Regions from separate parts of the Rattus norvegicus genome. Here region 1 is linked to region 2. The links are chromatin contacts, called in public Hi-C maps. All regions are on one chromosome and are shown on one strand. The core of a region is the stretch at or near the end of the contact, and the rest is flanking DNA. Distances in the headings are between cores, read along the strand shown. Region 1 holds the start of Arid2 (AT-rich interaction domain 2). Region 2 holds the start of Ano6 (anoctamin 6).

Evidence for each region. Hi-C and Micro-C count contacts between places; a contact is called where the count stands out from the background.
Region 1: a contact with region 2 is called in a Hi-C map of Schwann cells, with 5 times the contacts expected there. The contact joins the promoter of Arid2 here to the promoter of Ano6 in region 2. A contact is called at or near these places in 4 of 12 Hi-C or Micro-C datasets (Schwann cells, frontal cortex, mammary epithelial cells and 1 more) and 1 of 1 datasets of contacts at active chromatin or transcription factors (oligodendrocytes).

What each region holds. Positions count from the first base shown.
Region 1 is chr7:129,322,356-129,329,646 of GRCr8, reverse strand. It overlaps Arid2 (AT-rich interaction domain 2), which reads right to left and starts at 3,276. Exons shown (of 21, transcript XM_345867.10): 1 at 2,926-3,276; 2 at 2,726-2,819; 3 at 1,562-1,659. The coding sequence starts at 3,017.
Region 2 is chr7:128,810,803-128,817,145 of GRCr8, reverse strand. Ano6 (anoctamin 6) reads right to left here and starts at 4,015. Exons shown (of 20, transcript NM_001401001.1): 1 at 3,767-4,015. The coding sequence starts at 3,839.

The DNA.
Region 1 (7,291 bases), core at 2,027-4,526, 510 kb before region 2:
AATAGAAAAAAAGAAAGAAGAAAAGAAGTCCAGGTATTTCATTAATTATGTGAAGATTGTTAAGATGAATGCAAATTTTACAGAAAAAAAAATACCTCATCAGCCATATATACCATTTAGCACTGAACACAGAATTTTAATCTATACATTTAATAACACTAAGCATAACTTTAAAATATACAATTAAATTATACAAAATACTACAAATGCTTTTGAATTCATTAGCACAAAGTCCTAACACATATTAGCACAACCCTCTCAAATTCTCTCAGTATAAAAAACAGAAATAATCAAATGGTATTAAATTTTTATTTCTAACTCTATTACTAAGTCAACGGCTTGGGAATTTTTTTTTATTCTTTTATTTAAAAAGGTATTCTGACACATATGCTATCACACACACACACACACACACACACACACACACACACACTCTCTCACCCTTGGTATATTCTAGAGTTCCTATGGAACTCACTAACTGCCAAGTTCTGTGAACTCTTCAGCAAGAAGTCTGAAGTCAATCTAAGGCAGCCAATAGGAAGTCCACCTGTGCAATTACCCTGTTTCCTATTTCAGAATCCTAAGCGCTATACAGAGTGACTAGTGCATTTAAAGCAATATGAAACTAAAATTATGCAGAAGCTACATTGCAAATATAAAACAGGCTATCTTGTAATGTCACCATTACCAACATTCATTAGAAATATTAAGATCATTATTTTCATTTTAAATAATTAAGGTTACTGTGGTAATCAAAGAAAAATAAAAGTTTCCTTCAAAATAAAGTACAGCATGAAAGTATAGGAGAAAATCTAAGAAGAAACCACTAAGTCACAAAATACATTATCTAACTGGATCGTATAAACAAGAAATTGACTTTCTGGAGTAAGCAGTCAAAATATAAGGAAATGAAAGAAAATTCCAACTATAATACCTGGTCTCAAACCATCCCCGTATTCCTAAAGATACTGGATAATTTTAAGTCGCTCAAAAGTTCAATAAATAACAAAGGAGTTCAAAAAGTTAATTCTGATCAGCCAAGGTATCTACATTGAATTATTTATGAAAAAATATCCCATTAAACGCAGAGTAACAGTTCCATGCAGTAAGTTTTCTTTAAACAAACAAATAAACAAACAAAAAATAAAATAAAATAAAAACCCATGAAATTGTAGGCGGTTAAGGGGTTTCCAAATAAAGAAGGGGGGAAAAAATCTTCCCACAGGTTACAAAGTTTCCTTAAGTATCCCAAGTCTTTCACTAAGCACCTTCTTTTCTGGCCCTCAGTGGCTACCCAGCAGTCAATAACAATGTCACAAAAGAATGTTTACAAGATAGGATATGGATTGTCACCTGTAATGGCTTTGTATGAAAAATATAAACGACTGTATTTTTAACCTGAGGAAAACTTCAGACTCCTACCATCTCAGTTTATTGACAGCAAATGCTTCTCAGAGTGAAATTAACAAGGGATTGGAAACTGTCTAGAGCTTAGATTTTGTTGTTTAATTGCCCCGAAGTCCCTCGTTTGCAAATACTGGGGAAAGACGCCACTACTCACCGCAAGTAATACTGTTTTAAAGCAAAGGCAGCGTTAGAACAACTTCTGGGAAAGTTGAACTCTTCAACAATTTCTCCCCACTGATTCTTCTCAGAAACCTGTTAAAAACACAGGCACACTTGTCTGAAAGTGCCCAATCCAAGAAAAACCTACCCTAACTTGGAAGCTAAATGACCCTTCTGCAGAGATCTGTGGGTACCTAAGGATCAGTGGGTGTCTGGGGTCGAGCCACAAGAGTTACCAAGCCAGGGCTGCTTGAATCACTGTGTTTTCACCAGAAAACCCTGTATTTAGCAGCACTTGTTTTGTTTTTGGGGGGGTTGGTGGGTTTGTTTTGTTTTTGAAGCCCGGACAATAACCAATCGCAAGTCCCTCTGTCGCCCCCTTTTAAACCTCAACGCGGTCCGTTTACACTAAAGAAAAAAAAAGTTCAAAAGGATCAATACTGCTCCGGACAGCGACGTCCGCGGGCTCTGGGGGGGCCGGGGCCGGGGCCGACTCCGATCCCTCTCCCAGATCTATCCATCTCCATAGGCCCTTCTTTGAGGCCTACAGCTTCTGCCTAGCCTTGAAGCCTAAGATGGCTATTTGCAGACAGGTCCTGCTTTCTTTTGTTAGCTGTAGAAAGCCAGGGCGAGCGGGCCGAGGCTGTGCCCCCGGCCGCCGGGATCATTTCGCAGCCGATTATCGATGTTAAACCTGCCCGCGCTAATTTTGAGTTGCACGAAAACTGCTCAGAGTCTGTGTGTCTCTGTGTCTCCGCCTGTGCTAGAGCGGCAGCGGCGGCGGCGGCGGCGGCGGCGCTGACTCGCGGGCGGGCGCGGGGCGGGCGGGCGCGGGGCTCGGCGGGCGGGCGAGCACTCTGCTCGCCCGCGCTCCCCGCCGCGCCGCTCAGACCCCGCGGGGCCGGCCGGACACCGGGCAGGGCGCTCCCCGCCGCCGGGCCGCACCGCCCGCCCAGCCCCGCGCCCGCCGCGCGCACGCGAGCCACCAGGCCGAAAACAGCCCCGCCGCCGGCCGCCTCCGTGCCACCGGCTGCGAGCGCCGAGAACGCCGTGTGCCCGGCCGACCGCCCCCCCGGCCCCGGGCGCCGGCTCCCGGGCCGGAGCAGACTTTTCCGAGCAGGCCAGCGAGAGGGAAATACAAATTAAAACTTCCACTCACCTTCGCGAATCCGCCTAAAGTAGTGACTCTGGTGTAGAGCCCGTGAAGATCCAGCTCCTTCCCACCCACCGCAGGGATCTTCTTAAACGGCGACCTGCGGGCGACAGAAAGCCCCGCACTTGTCACCGGGACCCCGCGCCCGCCGCGGGCCCCGTTCGCCCCGGCTCGCCCCGGTGCTGCCCCCCCGGTCCTGCTCTCACCCTCTGCTGTGGTGGAACTGCCGCAGCTCGTCCAGGAAAGCCAGTCCCTTCCTCCGCTCGTCCGGAGGCGCCTTCCCCGTCGAGTTTGCCATTATTTTGCCAAAGGAGGTCTCCCGAAAACCCAGATCGCGGTTCAAACGCGGCCCCCGCTCCCCGCGCTCCCTACCAGCGCCCGGAGCCCATTCCTCGGCCGGCGGTGGCGGGGCTCAGTCATGGGCCGGCGGTGGCGGCGGCGGCGGCGGCGGCGGCGGCGGCGGCGCAGGGAGGGAGGAGGGAGGGGGAGGAGGCGAGGAGGAGGGGAAGGAGGGAGCGGGAGGCCAGGGGGAGCGCAGGGCCGGAGGGAGGGGAATTTCTAAAAAAGTTTAAAGAAACGGGAGCGAAACTAGAGGGGCAGGCGACGGGCGGCCGGGCGCGGAGCCGCGGGGCGAACGCGGCCCCCACCCTGCCTCGCCGCCTCCCGCGGCCCGGCTCTGGCCGCCTCTCAGCGCCGCCGGCCCTGGCGGCTCGGCCCGGGGACGCGATTCAACATGGTGCTGCGGCCGGGGGCGCACGAGCCGGCCGGGGGCCGGGCGAGCGGAGGCGAGGGGCCCGGGCGGCCGCAGGCCTGGGAGTTTCGGCGGCGGCGGCGGCGGCGGCGCGGCGGGGCCGGGGCAGGCGGGGCCGCGTGGGGAGGGGGAGGTCTGTGTGGTGGCTTGTGGAGAGCGGGGTGACAGCGTGGATCCGGGCCGCGGCTCCGCGGGGCCCTCGCACACATTCACGCGCGGCGGCGGCGGCGGCGGCCCGGGAGTCCCCGGGCACAGGCTCCGGCGGCAGCCGAGCCGCTGCGCGCCGCCCGCCCGCCGGCCTGCCTGCCCGCCAGCCTTGCTTCTCAGCCGCCGCCACGGCCGGGCCGCCAGCGCCGCACAGCGCCCCCCGAGGGCCGGCCGCGGCACTGCGCCTGGCTCCACACGGTCGCGGCGGCTCCTCGCGGGGAACAATAGACTCGGCTCGCCCGGCTTAGGGTTCATCTGCAATGTGCAGCACATTTCACACGCACACAAAGCGGGCGGAAAGGGGGGCGGCGCGGGGAAACGGCCACTACCGGTTGTTCCGGGGTTAGGGGTGGAGGCGATGTTCGCGTCCCCCGGCGGACGCCCGCCGGGCCTCCCGCCACACGGAGGCTCGCACGGCGGCGCAGCCCGGGCGGTCGCGGAGAAGTCCGCTCGCCCCCTCTGGAGACGTTTCTAGCAGGAGGCGTCGGCCTCTGGGCTTCATGCTTGAAGGAAGCCCGATGAGCACATGGTCCATGATGGGGCCGTAAACTCACTTTGACAAACTGTGGGATCAAATAGGCTGGGAACTGCCTGCCCTACTTTAGTGGAGATAGAGTAAGGCTTTTAAGTCGTCCTCCCGTTTTTGGTCGGTTTGGTGCACCCAACAGGAGGTATGCAAACGGTCATCGCGCCTGTTGGGGAAATAACCTCCCAACTTTGAGAATAACATTGCTTATGGAGGGTTTTTTTTTTTTTTTGCACTCGTATCTGAAAGAGGGCAAAATGTTTTCACCCCTTCAGTTTTCTGTGTTGATTCTTTTTTTTTAAATGTGTAAATAGGGAAATAAAAATTTTTATTCTAGAATAAAAGCACCACTTAAATTTGTATCGACCGGGTGTTGGAACCCTCCCCGGTTTACAAAGGTTGAGCATCATGCTTCCCCTTTGGTGTATTAGGATTCCCATTTTAGAGACAGCCACTGGTGGCAAAGTCACTAGCCCAAGGTCACAGGATAGTAAGAGTCAGGATGGGTTATTTCAGGTAGTCTTTTCCGATGGGAGCACCTATCGGGTGACGGGGAGGGGAGGGAAAAAAAGAATTATGTAATACAGCGGAGCGTGCTTCCGGTGCTCACTCTAGGAAACGGATTTATTTCCCAAGTAAAGTTTATGTCTTCCACGGGGTCGGGATAAGGTGTGGCTAGGAAATTCCTGACACCCGAGGACCAGTGAGTGCCTCGCAAGCCTGTGAGGGGCGGAGACCCTGGCCGTGGAGGAGGAGAAGCCGGCCGGCCGGGCCTGAGGCGAGGCGCGCGGGCGAGCGGGGAGGGCCGGGCTGAGCCAGCCGCCCCTTCCCCCCCGCCGCCTCAAGGGCAGTGGCGAGCGCGGCGGGCGGGCCGGCCTGGGCTGTGCGGGTTCCCTGCGCCGCGCACTTGCGCACGGCCCCTTGCGTAACCGTCAGCGCCGGGGATTCCCTAGAGGGGGGTCACTCTCTTCAACCATTACACACAGCCGAGCTCCGCCGCGCCTCACAAAATGGCGGCGCCCATGGATCCGGCGGCGGCCGCTCCCCGTCCCCATTTTGTGCGAGGCGAGGGATCTGTCAACATGGAATACCTCCGCCGAGGATGCATCTGACTGGGAAGCCCGCGTCAGGGAACGGAGCCCGCGGGGACCGTGTTGCACGACGTCGGCGACCGCCCGACGCTCAGTCCTCTTCCGTCTTCTCCGAGCGAAGCCTCCGAGGCCGCGCGCACGCTGCGAGAAAGGCAGCGGAAGGCAGAGGCGGGCCGCGGCCGGCTGCTCCGGGGACTCGCGGCGGGGTGACGGCGGGCCGGGATCCGGAGGGACGAGGACCGGGCGGGCCGCTGTGGTCAAGCGTGAGCCGGCCTGTCGCCCTCGTGCGCGCTCGCCGAGGGGCCGCAGAAGCTTCGGCTCGGGGAACGCGGAGTCGCGGTGCCTGCAGCGGCGGCCCAGGCGACCGGGCAGACGCGCTCGGCAGACGCGTGCACCGTAGGGACGGAGACGGCACGATCCTTGACCTTTTAAGTCGTCGGAGCCCTACCTGGGACTGTATGTTGTTGATGTCTTTAGGTGGACATCGGAAACGTCCTTCTACCCAACTCTTGCACTGGGCAGGCCTGCTGGGCTTTTAATTTTCAGGTCCAGGAGCAGAATGGAGGGATGACATGTTGGCACTTTACAAGGGGCAGGTTGACACTTCGAAGGCAGCGAATGCTATGAGTATGTACGTATCCGCACACGTACTTACCAGCAAATTTTGGTTTTCAGAGCAAGTACCAAAGGCTAAGGGCTTGGAGGAAATCTAACCTTTTTCAGGAATTTTAGGATCGCTTTCTGTAGAAGAGGGTGCAATCCTCAAAATGGAGTTCTAAGTAGGCTGATGGATATAGAACTTAAATTCTTAACACTTTGGCTATACTCTGTTTAAAGTGAAAACAAACCTAAACGTTGATGTTATCTGATCACTAAGCAGTTCAATTTTCCTGAGATTAGGGGGAAAATATGAGACAGAAATTAGCCGTCCATGGTTATTTGCTTGAAAAGGAAAGACTTAAGGGAAGGGAGATTTATCTGGGTTTCTGTGTCATCTTCCAATTGCATTAGCCGTTTGTGCTAGCATGGTTCTGTGGCTCGTTGAGATGTTATGGTGGCACCCGGGTATTCCCATCTGAGCACAGAACACCTTTCTACACACTGCTCCTCACTGAAATTCCACACCCCATCTTCTGCCCCTCCCCGTTGCTGCTGCTGTCCCATGGAACACCAACATAGTTCCTGGTCCGGTCTGTTCCTGCTGATGTCTTTCTTGTTTAATAAGTTTAGTTACTACTGATCAGTCTTCATCTCTTGCGAGGATACTGTATCTTAGCACTCACCCAAACAGCCAGAGAATATTTTTATGCTTTTGTGCTAAAGTAACCTGGGTGGATAGTATCACATTTCTTATTACCATAATACATTTCCAATAGTGGGCAGCATAGAGCAGGTGGAGCCTACACAGACATGTTAAGAGCTGTGCTGACAGTTTTACAATAGCTATTCTCTAACTAATTTGATATAAAGTACAATATAGCTCAGAGCTTTCAAGGATTAATGAAAAATCATTCCCTTAAACATTACAGCAAGAGTGAACACTGTCCAAACCTTAGTATAGCTTACTGTTCTGATGGGAAATGTGACAAAGACTTTATGCCAGGAGAAATGTAAAGCGTCATGTTTAATAGTGACTGAAAGTCCCAGGCAGAGAGTCCTGCTATGTGGATCTTTGTCCCATGCCATCCGTTTGCTTCATCAAGAATTATAAAATTCCTTTCCAGTGACACGTCAAGAAGGCATACCCAATTTCAAATTAAGCATGCCAGGCTTGTGATTTCAAGGGGCAAATTAACTTAAGTGAGGAATTGGGCATGTCAACTCAATTTTTGATTTTTGGTTTCTGTAAGGTCTTCAGAAATGATTCGGTTGGTTGAACAAGGCTTTTACAGTTAAATGGTATTTCGTTGAAGATGACATTAAGAGAGAACTATTAGTGAGCCGTGAGAATGCTTTGCGGCTTGCTGCTTTTGTTGGGATCTGCTGCAGTTGCACCT
Region 2 (6,343 bases), core at 2,766-5,265:
CACACATATACAATACACACACACACACATACACATACGTACACACATACATTATACACACATACACACATACATTATACACATACACACATACACACACATACATACACACATACACACACACATACACACATATACATTACATACACACACATACATTATACACATACACATACACACACATACATACACACATACACACATATACATTACACACGCATACACACATACATACATACATATACATACACACACATACATCACACACATACACACACATACATTATACACATACACACATACACACACATACATACACACATACACACACATACACACATATACATTACACACACACACACGTACATCTTGTAGAGATACTAAGAACGAAGAAACACAAGAGCAGAACAAATGAATGAAGGACACAGAAGATAGAAAGAAGGGATATGAGAATGCACAGGCTTGGGAGGACGATGAGTCACAGGGAAAGAGAGGAACTGAGGCTGGAAGCAGTCAAGTAAAGAATGACTTCACTCCTTCCCACTACTCAGCTCAAGAGGCGGACTTACGCTAGGTGCGACAGCTAGAACCAGATGCTCAGAGATGGTCCTTCTTCTGTAAGCTCAGAGACACACTCCTTAAACCTTGGGTCACTGCAGTCACAACTAAACCCAAATCCTGGGAAGGTTAACATTCCCATCTCCCCCTCTGCTTCCCAGCACACTGCCAGATGCAGATCTGATCTTTCCAGGACATATTTCTGGGGCTCCCAAGTAACAGACAGCTCAAGATCTTCAAAATGGAGGATTCTCCACAGGATTGTCCCTCCACGTCCTTCCAGCCTGGCATCTCTGCCCTGGAAACTTGTCTATGCCTTTGTGTCCCTGCACAGGCTAGGCTTCACACCCTTAACCACCTCTTCTGGAAAGTTCCCCTTCATGCCGTCCGTCCTTCCAGTTTTGCACACACTTCAACAAAGCCAACCTCTACAAGAGACGTTTAATGCTTCAAAGGACCCCCCATCCTGGGACAGAGGGTGTCTACCACACAGCCTCCTGCACTTAGCCCAGAAGGGTTACTCAACCACTGTTCATGAAGCCCAACAGACCAGGACTAGATCGGGGATGATTAAACATGAAATGGACTGTGGGAATAGACCACATGGGTAGATAAGACTCTCTAAGACTGCAACGCTGAAAGAGAACTGAGAAATGAATGGCCAGACCATCATCTAACATGACCTCTGTCTATTTTCCCAAGTGACAATCAACATGAAAAGTCACTAAGTCAACTACCAAAAACAGATGGTGAGCCTAAAGCTGTCGAACTTATCCATCTGAACCCCGAGTTCTTCCTCAGAGCCCCCGTGTCTAGAATCACTTTCCCTTGGCAGGGTTTGAACCACAGATAATCCAAGAAAATAAAAGCCCTTTTAACCTATGATACAAACTGTTAGAGGAGTGAGACGCACTAAAGAAATATATTAACCAAGATCATCTACATTCTGTCATGAAAGCTATTGTTATCCATTTTTTTTTTTAAAAGATGGTTGGGGGTTGGGGAGACAAAAGAGCCAAAACAGAAATGAAGGTCAGAAAACGTGTGGAAGTCTCTCCTTCCATCATGTGGGTCTCGTGGATTGAACTCACGGCCTCGAGCTCAGTGGCAGGTGCCTTCACCCACTGACCCATCTCACCTGTCCTATATCCACCACTTTTTATATCAAGGAGAAGTGATGCCGAATCAGCTCACTGATGAACTGGAGGTGGGGAGTGTGGAGACAAAAGCTGCCAAGGACAGACCACCCTCTGCCTTTCCAGTCATTTGCAGTTAAAGCCATCTCTGCTAGGGCACTTCTGCAACTGCCACCTACACCAGATTTCTGTGGCTCCTTGGTGAAAATCAGAGCAGGTTTTCCAAAACAAAACAAAAACCACTGTGCCCCCGTGGGTTCATTCCTTACTGCACCTTTCAGGCATTACTTCCGGTGGCCATGACTTAAGCAAACAAGGAAGACACCAAGGGAAATACACCATTTTCAGTTCTCCATGTAGGTTCATTCCACATAAGGAGGCCACTCCTGCGGCAACTAAGTATCGAGCAGCAACAACCTGAAGTAATTGTGTATAAAGCTCTACAACCCAGTCTCCCAGAAGACTCTGCCTCACACATGTGGGCGGGACACCTCGGTGATACCATCGTCTATTTTAAAACGTTTTACTTTGGTTGCTTGAGATTAGCCTTAGATGATGTCGGGGAGGGGGGGGGGGCTCGTGTCTAAGTAACTTTCCTGCTCTGAATTTTAAAGCTAAGCGAAATGTAAGCAGAAACTAGCATCAATGCTGATTATGCTTTAAACGATTATACAACTGGTGACGAGGACTGAAGAAAGATATCAATCAAGAGCTTTCATACTACGCGATTGGAGGCAGAGGTTTTCATTACAATCTCCACTTCACCAGGGCCTTCTCTCCCACGGTTGGAAATTAGAACTAGTTTCTAATAGTCTATCAACCTACTGCAGTAACCTTCAAGAAGGTTTCTGTAGTGACATAAACACTCATAGGCTTGGTAAAACGTTGTCTGGTACAAAAATAACTGTGTTCCACATTCAACTTCTAATTCAGTAAAGGACAACCAAAAATGGCCAGAATCTGCTTAAATATTTGTGACCTGCCAAAACAGGCCGTCTGCTCTCTAAGGTCCTACTCTAAATACCGGAGGCTTCGGTAAAAAGAAGCAGAGGTAGTTAACTGCATCGGCTGTTTTACTTCAAGGAAAAAGTGTGGATCATTGAAAGTGAGGCCAGCCTATTGGCAGGGTCTGAAGACAACCTATGATACCTATCATGTAACAGAGGCTAGCCCAAATTAGATTTCCTGTCTAAATTGAAATCTGACGGCAGCAATTACTTGCTCAGCTTCTTGCCTATGTCAATCCTATTCCTGATCTCTCTTGAGTGCGTCATTATAGCGGACGAGAATATTTCCCCCAAGAAACTAACTGGGCTAACACGAGTGTAACTTTTTAACGTTGCTCCCACGGGTGTTATTTTGTGTAAATGGTCACTTAGTGTTCAGTCGCATGAAACGGTAGCATCTTTTGCCCAGCAGCCGCCAGGTGCAGAGCCTTAAACTCGCTCAACTCTGGGAAATCAGAAACTTGTGCTTGACAGTGTGGGGCTCCAGGGAGGCTAACCTGCGCGCACTTCTCTCCTCTACTTGAAAGGGAATACTATTTGCTCTGTCCACAGAGATGAGTGCCTGATAAACCGCTATCACAATGAAAGGCCAAGGCTGATCGCGGCGTGGAATTCCCAAGTTCGGCTAGACCAGGGAGTTAACAAATTCCTATGATTGGTCTGTGAGTAAAACCTGAAAGGAAGGAAAAGCCACACCCAACTATTAAATTTACTTTGTAAAGTGTTTGGAGGCCGTGAGAGGGAACGTTTTGACATCCAGGAGGCCTGATGGAAATGTGCCATCTTCCTCCACCCGGCGTCGCCCCGCGTCTCTGCCCCGCGCCCGAAGCTCCAGCCCTTTTGTTTGTGTCTCTGCGGGCCGGTGCTGCGGCGCAGCCTGTGGCCTCGGAGAATCCTGCTCAGGTGTGTCGTGAACCCGAGCGCGGGGTCCCCCCAAACACTGCCAGAGACGACGCAGGAAAAAGACCCAAAGTTGCTCGGGAGCCTCGGCTTCCGCGCAAAGGCGTCCGCCCCGGATGCCCCTCGCCCCGGCCCGGCTCCGCGCGCCCCGGCTCTGGCACTCACCAATGTCTCCATCCTCATCGTCGTCCTCTTCCAGCTCCATGTTCAGCAGGACGTTCCTAGTCATCATCTGCATGTCTCCCCGAGACCGCCGCTCGGCTGCTCTCGGCTCTGCTCGGCTCCGCTCGGCTCGGGCCGCAAGCTCCACTCAGCCCTCTCAGCACAGCCCCGCTTCGCTACGCCCGCGCTCTGCTTCGGCAAGCGCTGCTCAGCTGTGCAACTGAGCATGCCCAGAGGGACACCGCCACTCCCGCCCCAGATCAAACCGCCCCGGCTTCTAGGAGCCCGGGAGGAAGTCGGGCTAGGGGAGGAGGGGTTGGGCGAGGGGAGTGGCAGAGGCTGGGCGAGCCTGGCTGCGCCTGCGGAACGCGCCCCAGCCGCAGAGGCAGGCCGGCTTCCAGGGGGCTCGCCAGGGTCTTTAAACTAGTCTGCACAGTGACGAGGCGTCACAAGGTGCCCGATTGGTGTGGGGGAAACGACACACGTGCGCACCTCTCTGTCCCCGCCCGACGGAGCACACACGCGGGGAGTGGTCGCCGGATGCAGGGGATGTGGTTTTGCATTCCCCCTCCAAGCCCCGGGACTATGCCGAACACGTCATAGCTACGTGTAAACTCTTTAATAGGACAATATGGGAAACTATAGTACCAGGAAGAACAAAGAAAGGAAAGGGGGAAATGACGGCAGAGAGTAAAGGAATGCTGCTCTGACAACCCAAGAACTGGAGCAAATGCGGCGGGAGTACGGAGTCCTTGGGTCGCCGGTCTGCACAGCAGCTGTCAAGGACGCTGGTGAACGGTGGCTTCTCCACAGTGCCCGGGTGTCACTCATTCCCTGGCGAATCACTTGCTTCCTGAGCCCGTACCTAGTTTAATGTTCAATGACACTACATTCCCTGTGTTTTATTCTTTCATTTTCTTACCCTTTTTCCTCTTTCGCCTCCCAGATGCTAGGAGTCCAGCCCAGCACCCTTGGTTGGCGTGCTAGGGGAGCATTCTATACCAGCCTACACTCCCAACCCCCATACAGTTAATATTCTCATGTGAAGGAAAAAAAAAAACATTGCGATCAATATTAACGTAGGAATTTAACCACGAGTATGCAGTAAAAAAGACAATACAGATTAGAGAAAACGACCAAGAAACGCTCTCCTTGCTTCTTAGGGTCCGGTTGTGCAAAAGAAGACTATTTGTAACATGAAAGGTAACTGCAGAACTTTGGAGATCTTGAGAAGATGAGGAGACTCTGTGAGAGGAAGGGGGACCAGCAATGACCCATAATGTCATCTGTCTATGGCCTGTAATGCTATCTGAGACCTGTGATGCCAGCTATGTATGACCTGTAATCCCAGCACTGCAGAGGGGGAACCAGGGGGTTCTGAAGCAAGACTGGGCTTCAGGACAGACTGGGAGGGTTAAGGGAAGGGAAGGGGCGCCCTTACTGAACTCTCAGTTCCAGAGGTGTGTCGGTTGCAGGAAGAGTTTTCCGGTTCTTCATCCAGCAAATACATACGTGGTGCTTTTCCTGTGCTGTGTCTGTTCCTAAACGTGTTACAGTGGTCGCTTCATCTCCCCATGGGAGTTACTGCCACTGTTTCACCTGAGCCCCAGACAGGTGAGCATCTTGTCTGCAACCACAGAGAGCCGGTGTCAGGGGTGGCGCCTTTGCTATAAACACCTCAGAAACTGTCTCGAGAGACATTCACACCCACTTCTCCAACCCTCCAGGTCTCATCACTGCTCTGCCAAGGTTCTCAGCGGATGTAGAAGCCCTGGGTCTTCTGACCTAAGACTGCTGAACACTAACTTGTAGCTAGAAAATTCTTGGGTTTGATTCTGAAGTAAGTTTCAGCGAGGCATCTGGAATTCTTCAGAGGTTTTAGAGATCCCATTTGCTTGTTGCTTGATAAGTGTTACAGAAGCCTTGTGGCCTTTTTATGTAGAGATGACTGTTGCCACAAGGAAATGGAATTATTTACATAGGCCAGCTGTGAGTCTATTATTAGTACACCCCATTTGGTACATTAATACATGTCCTACAGTTTTTCTCATGCATTTTTAAAAATCAATCAATATATGCTGTAAAAAATACTCTAATAGTCCCGGATAGGAGCCATACTCTTAATCCTAAGGAAAAATGTCTGTCAATGCATAGTTTGTGAGATAAAATGCTCGAGGCATAATGTGGCTGGTGTATTTGCATTTGCAAAGCTTTTCCAAATCAGGTTCACAGACCAAATACTTCCCCATTCTTTTGTCTTCAGCCGGGACGCTCTCTCTGTCCAGCCTGCAGTTGTTTGGTACTCCAATGGATGCAACATTCAGCCCTCTTCTCCTTCCATATAGAACTGATGCTGTTCCACAGTCTTAACCACTATCTATCCCCAAAAAGGAGAGCTCTGTGGGCTTCCAGTGTGCTCTCACAGGCCTCTTTATTCCAAAGCTCCTGAAAAATTTAAAACCCTACAATTGCTATCTTAAATTTCCCTTTTTTGTTGTTGTTGTTTTGTTTTTAAAGATTTATTTATTTATTATATGTAAGTACACTGTAACAGTCTTCAGACACACCAGAAGAGGGCAT